Linked DNA regions of Sus scrofa: region 1 is linked to region 2. Evidence: chromatin contacts called from public HiChIP or PLAC-seq data. All regions are on one chromosome and are shown on one strand. The core of a region is the stretch at or near the end of the contact, and the rest is flanking DNA. Distances in the headings are between cores, read along the strand shown.

Region 1 (2,700 bases), core at 48-2,547, 87 kb before region 2:
GACAAGCAACTGGCAAGGTCTTCTTACCCGTGGCCACTAATGAATGGCTTCTGAGCCCAAATAATCACTCCAGTCTCTGCAGATCTGACGCACAGAGACCTCCCAACACTTTCAGAAAAAGCGAGACACAGACCCCCTCCACGCACTTTTGAATCCTCTTTCAGGAACACCCTTTCAAGGGATTTCACAAACCTCCCCTGTTTTTTTTCCCACTTTGGTCTGTTGTTGTTTTGTTCCTTCAGGGAGGAAGGTTGGAAAAGGGACAGGAGATGGGGGAGGGGAGTTTGCCCCGCTCAGGATGGCCCCACATCAAAGGGGGCTTGTGGTTAAAAATGGCGAAGGACGGGCTGGAAAAGAAGCCAGGCGCTCAGTTTCCCAAAAAAGAGGCTGAACAGGGATTTCTGTGTCTCTTTCAGGCACTCACTACCCACAATGCAACTATGGATTTAGAAAAGATCACTCAGCAGCGGATTTGAAGACAGGAACTCAGAAGGATCCCTTTTTGAAAGACAATGGATGGATTTGCTGGGTTAGAGGCCCCTCCACCGAAAGCCAAGTCCAGCTGGGATGGGCGAAGCCTGTTTGTAATGTCAGAATTTCCCAGATGCCCACACAGCCTTCATTTCATTCCAGTATTCAAAAAAAACATTGGCTGAGTACTTTCTCTTTAGGGGGAAAGAAAAGGTGCTGCCTCCTTCCTCTACAATCCAAGCAGTGTCTAAGCTAGAGGTAGAGAGAGTCTTAGGGGCTGAACACAAGGGCTAACGAGGGTGGGCTGGGGCATCGCTATTAACAGGAAGAGCCTGGAGCACCCAGACTGGGGTCTTGGTTTGCTGACGTCGCTACAACACATTCAAAAATTGAGGGCGGTGAAAACATACTCTACCTGGGGGTGCTGAGCAAGAATTTTAGGGGGGAGGAGGGGAGCACACGGGTTCTCAGTTTAGGACACAGGTGGAAGCCGCAGGGCAAAGGGAAGCCAGGGCCCTAGATGGAGGCCCCCAGTCCTTGAATGTTGTCTGAATGGTAAAAATAAAACCCAGAGTCCCCAGTGGAGATACCAACGAGCAGCTCAGGAAACTGCCTCAGAGGCAATACCTATTGTTTCCAAACTTCACCCAGCACAGGAATTACCTGGGAATCTTGTTACAAGGCAGGTTCTGATTCAGAGCATCTGGGATGAGGCCAGAGATTCTGCACGTCCAACAAACTTCCAGAGGATGCTTTGCGGCTGCTCCGTAGACCATACTCTGAATTGAAGAAGTTCAATCCAGGAAACACAGTTGAATGTGTTGACTGTAGTTCTTTTTTTTTTTTTTTTTTTTTTTCTCCTTTTTTTCTTTTCCTTTTTATGGCCACACCCAAGGCATATGAAAGTTCTAGGCCAGGGGTCAAAGAGGAGGTGCAACTGCCAGCCTATACCACAGCCACAGCAATGCAGGATCTGAGCCGCGTCTGAGACCTACACCACAATTCTTGGCAACACCAGATCCTTAACCCACTGAGCGAGGTGAGGGATCGAACCTGCATCCTCACAGACATTTTGTTGGGTTCCTAACCTGCTGAGCCGCAATGGGAGCTCTAGAATCGCTGCAGTTCTAAAAGGGAAACCCATGACCTAGTCCTTGCCCTGCTTAATTAAATCAGTATATATGGCAGTGAGACCCACCAATGGGATTTTATTTTATTTTTTAAGTTTCCCAGGTGATTCTTCTGTGCAATGAGAGTTGCGAACCCTGCTGCTTGGACTAATTCTGGCTCTCATTATCCACTAGATATGTGCACTCAGGAAACTTAATCTCTAGGAATCTCAGTTTGGTATCAGAAAAAGGGGATGAAAGAAAAATGGCTGAAATAGATTGGTGCAGAAACAGATGTACAGTTATCTGAAAGCACTTTGAAAGACGATAAAATACAATGGCTATTTTACTGATCGAGTCTCAGTTTCCTTGATTAGAATGAGAAGTGTCCCTAACTAATCAAATTTCACAAATATCAGCTGCATGCTAATTCTATGGAAGAGACTGGTTTTTAGCTGAGATCTCCTGTTGTTCTGTTAATTTCCCAAAGCCCAATGCACTGGGAGTCTTTCTGAAATGACAAACTGACTCATAAATGGATTTTAGATTTCCAGGGGCATGCCAGACCGTACCTTAAAAAACCCCTCTAAAATTATATTAACTATGGATTCCTGGTACCCAGTGATGACTCGTGCCGATGCATGAAGCAAATCCACATTACCTCCGCCTTTTTTATGAAGTGTAGTTGATTTACAGTGTTGTGTCAATTTCTGCTGTACAGCAAAGTGACCCAGTCGTATATATATACATACATACACACACACACATTGTTTTTCTCATATTATCTTCCATCATGTTCGATCACAAGAGATTCCTCTCCTTCCATTCTTCCTCTATGCTGCCCATCCTGAGCTCCCTGGGGGCAAGGCAGGTCCTCTGCTTTCAGTTTTCGACTTTCTGTGCAATAAATAAAGCTTCAAAGTGCATCAGTTCTGCCAGCCACCAACAGATGGCAACAACGGTCGTGCAAGGTCACTCCAGCCTCGGCCTTGGCCTTGTTCCGTAATCTCTGTCGTGTTTGCTATGTTTGAAATGCAGTGTCTTGTTAAAAACTAACTGAAGGTTAAAAAAAAAAAAAGTCAAAAGGCAAGTGTCTTTAGATAATAAAACGAGAGCTGTA
Region 2 (2,700 bases), core at 28-2,527:
AGCTGTAACTTTTGCATTTATAGTTAAGGTAGTGGATATGCATACGAGCAAATGACTACTTCTTTGTATTTCTACTGCAGACATGTTTTAGCCTTTATATTTTGTTTTTTGTTTTGTTTTGTTTTGTTTTGTTTTTGTCTTTTTGCCTTTCCTAGGGCTGCTCCCACGGCATATGGAGGTTCCCAGGCTAGGGGTCTAATCAGAGCTGTAACCACCGGCCTACACCACAGCCACAGCAACGTGGGATCCGAGCCACGTCTGTGACCCACACCACAGCTCACAGCAACGCCAGATCCTTAACCCACTGAGCAAGGCCAGGGATCGAACCTGCAACCTCATGGTTCCTAGTCGGATTCGCTAACCACTGTGCCACTATGAACTCCTAGCCTTTATATTTTGAAATATATTATTTTGGTATTTTGCAATCTTTCTCCTTTACATTAGATCTAGGACTATTTTTTTAATTATGTGTGTAGATGGGTTATATTACCATGATTTTCATTACAGAACAGTTTTTTTGTTTGTTTGTTTTTAAGGTCTATTCAGCACTTATAAAGGGAGCTTGAGGCTAATTAAACTGAGAACCACTAACATAACGGGCAGACCACACTAAGATTTCCATTTGCTTCCCAGGCTACTGTTGACACCTGGACCACACCACACACAACCTCCTTCTCACTTTCAAGGTCTTAAGCTTTTTTAAAAGGGACCTAGATGGTGTGGGTAGTAATGAAAAAAACTTGTATGGTTCTTAAGAATTGGAAATAGGTTCCTATACAAAATCTCGTTTGATGCTCAAAAAGGTCTTTCAGGGAAAAAGCAAAAATAGTCTTTTGTAAAGATTCTTATCAACATAATATTTACCTATTGCACTACCGAACCACTGCCATGGCTTTTCTTATGAGCTTGAGGAGATTTCACAGATGAAGCCACCAAGACTCTCAACCAGAAGAAACCTGAGAACTTTTTTCTTCGGGGTTTCTTTCAGCCTGCTCCTGGAGCCGCGAGAAAACCGAAATCCAAGAAAAGTTCAGTGACTCGCCCATGGTTCCGAGAAATCGCAATATTTCAAAGCAGAGGTGTGAGAAGATATATACGACAGCCTATTTGATAACACTCGCTTTCCTCACCGCAAATTTAGAGAAGTCTGTCACCAGACGAAAACCGGACTTGGCGGGCGGGGCGGAGCCCGCTCCTAGCTCCGCCCTCAGGGCTGTCTGCGGCAGTGCCTGCCTGGCGCCCGGCGCAGGGGTCCTCGTGGGGGTCCTTCGCGCGGGCTGCCCAGGCACTGCCTGAGCGGGTGCGCCGGCGGCTTCCGGTGTGGCTGACGAGTGGTGGCCGAAGCAGGGGGACAGCAAGGGACGCTTAGGCGAGGACCATGGCGGACGGCGGCTCGGAGCGGGCTGATGGGCGCATCGTGAAGATGGAGGTGGACTACAGCGCCACAGTGGATCAGCGGCTGCCCGAGTGCGAGAAGCTGGCCAAGGTAAGGGGAGGCCGGCTGCTTCTTGGCGGGCGCCAGGGGCTGAGTCACGGCGCGGAGCTTGCTTAGGCCTCTGGGGGCCTGCGGGCTGGAGTGCTCATCCCCCTATTGCCTGCAGAAGTAGGAGATCCCAGGTCTGCCTGAATAGGGAGATCCCGCACCCAGAGTACGTTAGGGCTTACAGCTTCCCAGACCTTCCCCAAGACCGATGGTCACTTCAATTCCTGGAGGGGGATGAGACTTCATAGTACTTTTTGCCTTTTCTTGGATTTTGTTTCACGTTTACTTTAGTAGTTTCTCGGGGGTTAAGGCCATTTCAGCATTCACGCTAGATCAGAAGGTTTAGATTCGTTGCTCTTGCCGGATCAATTTCTCTTGTTGCTTATGGATCGTGGCGAAGTGCTTGGCCTTTGGCCAGAAGAAGGGACAGGAAAGTGATAGGACGAAGGTGATTAACACAGGATCCCTGTCCTTAAGGAGTTCATGTAGGCAAGGAGGTAGACAAGTCACGCATGGTGGTGAGTGCTGTACAAATATAAAAGTGTTACTGAAACACAGGAGGAAGCTGTTTGTTCTTAGAGATGGGATAAGGGAGAGTTTTACAGAGAAGCTGACGTTTGTATTAGGGCTTGAGGAGTGAGTAAGATTGGGATGGGGAGGAGTCATCCGCGGAGCAGGACCTGCGGGAAATAGACAAATAAGCACGAAAGTGCAGAGTCACAGGAGCGGGGGTCATGGACAGTAGTTTAGCCCAACTGCTTATTTCCCATGAAAAAGAAATTTTACTTAATCCAAACATTTATCATGCCCCCTGCTGTGTCAGGCAACTTTGTGGGTCATTTTATAGGTAAAGAAACCAAGACTCAGAATTGTTTGTCCGTCAGAACAGTTAGTAATAGATAGAACCAGGGATTTAAATCTAGGTTTGCCTGACTAAGGTTTGGATGGTTGTTGAATCAGTTCCATCATGGGATGTTGTTAAGGATTCTGCTGAGGCCTCATTAAATTCCTTCATCAATCCAGCCACAAACATTTATTGCTGTTCATTTGGGATGCTTTCACTAATAGGGTTTTTTTTTGTTTGTTTTTTTTTTTTTTTTTTTTTTTTTGGTCTCTAAAGGAGCTTACTACCTCAGTACATTAAAACATAATATGTTTAGGGTCAGGAGGGGTGTCAAGTAATACTTCACATTGAATTCTTCGAAAGAACTATTTTA

The links. HiChIP or PLAC-seq counts read pairs in DNA pulled down with a chosen protein or histone mark.
Region 1: a contact with region 2 is called in an H3K27ac HiChIP or PLAC-seq map of alveolar macrophages. The contact joins the enhancer-like site here to the promoter of PSMD12 in region 2.

The regions. Positions count from the first base shown.
Region 1 is chr12:13,815,693-13,818,392 of Sscrofa11.1, reverse strand. The region is part of intron 1 of PITPNC1 (phosphatidylinositol transfer protein, cytoplasmic 1); the gene reads right to left. Among named protein-coding and RNA genes, the nearest start is that of PITPNC1, 76 kb to the right of the region's middle. Within about 2 kb of position 1,297, at least 23 of the 83 cell types and tissues checked have an H3K27ac peak or open chromatin away from gene starts, as enhancers often do. A contact at or near this core is called in alveolar macrophages, where this site is marked.
Region 2 is chr12:13,728,649-13,731,348 of Sscrofa11.1, reverse strand. It overlaps PSMD12 (26S proteasome non-ATPase regulatory subunit 12), which reads left to right and starts at 1,277. Exons shown (of 11, transcript XM_003482961.3): 1 at 1,277-1,486. The coding sequence starts at 1,379.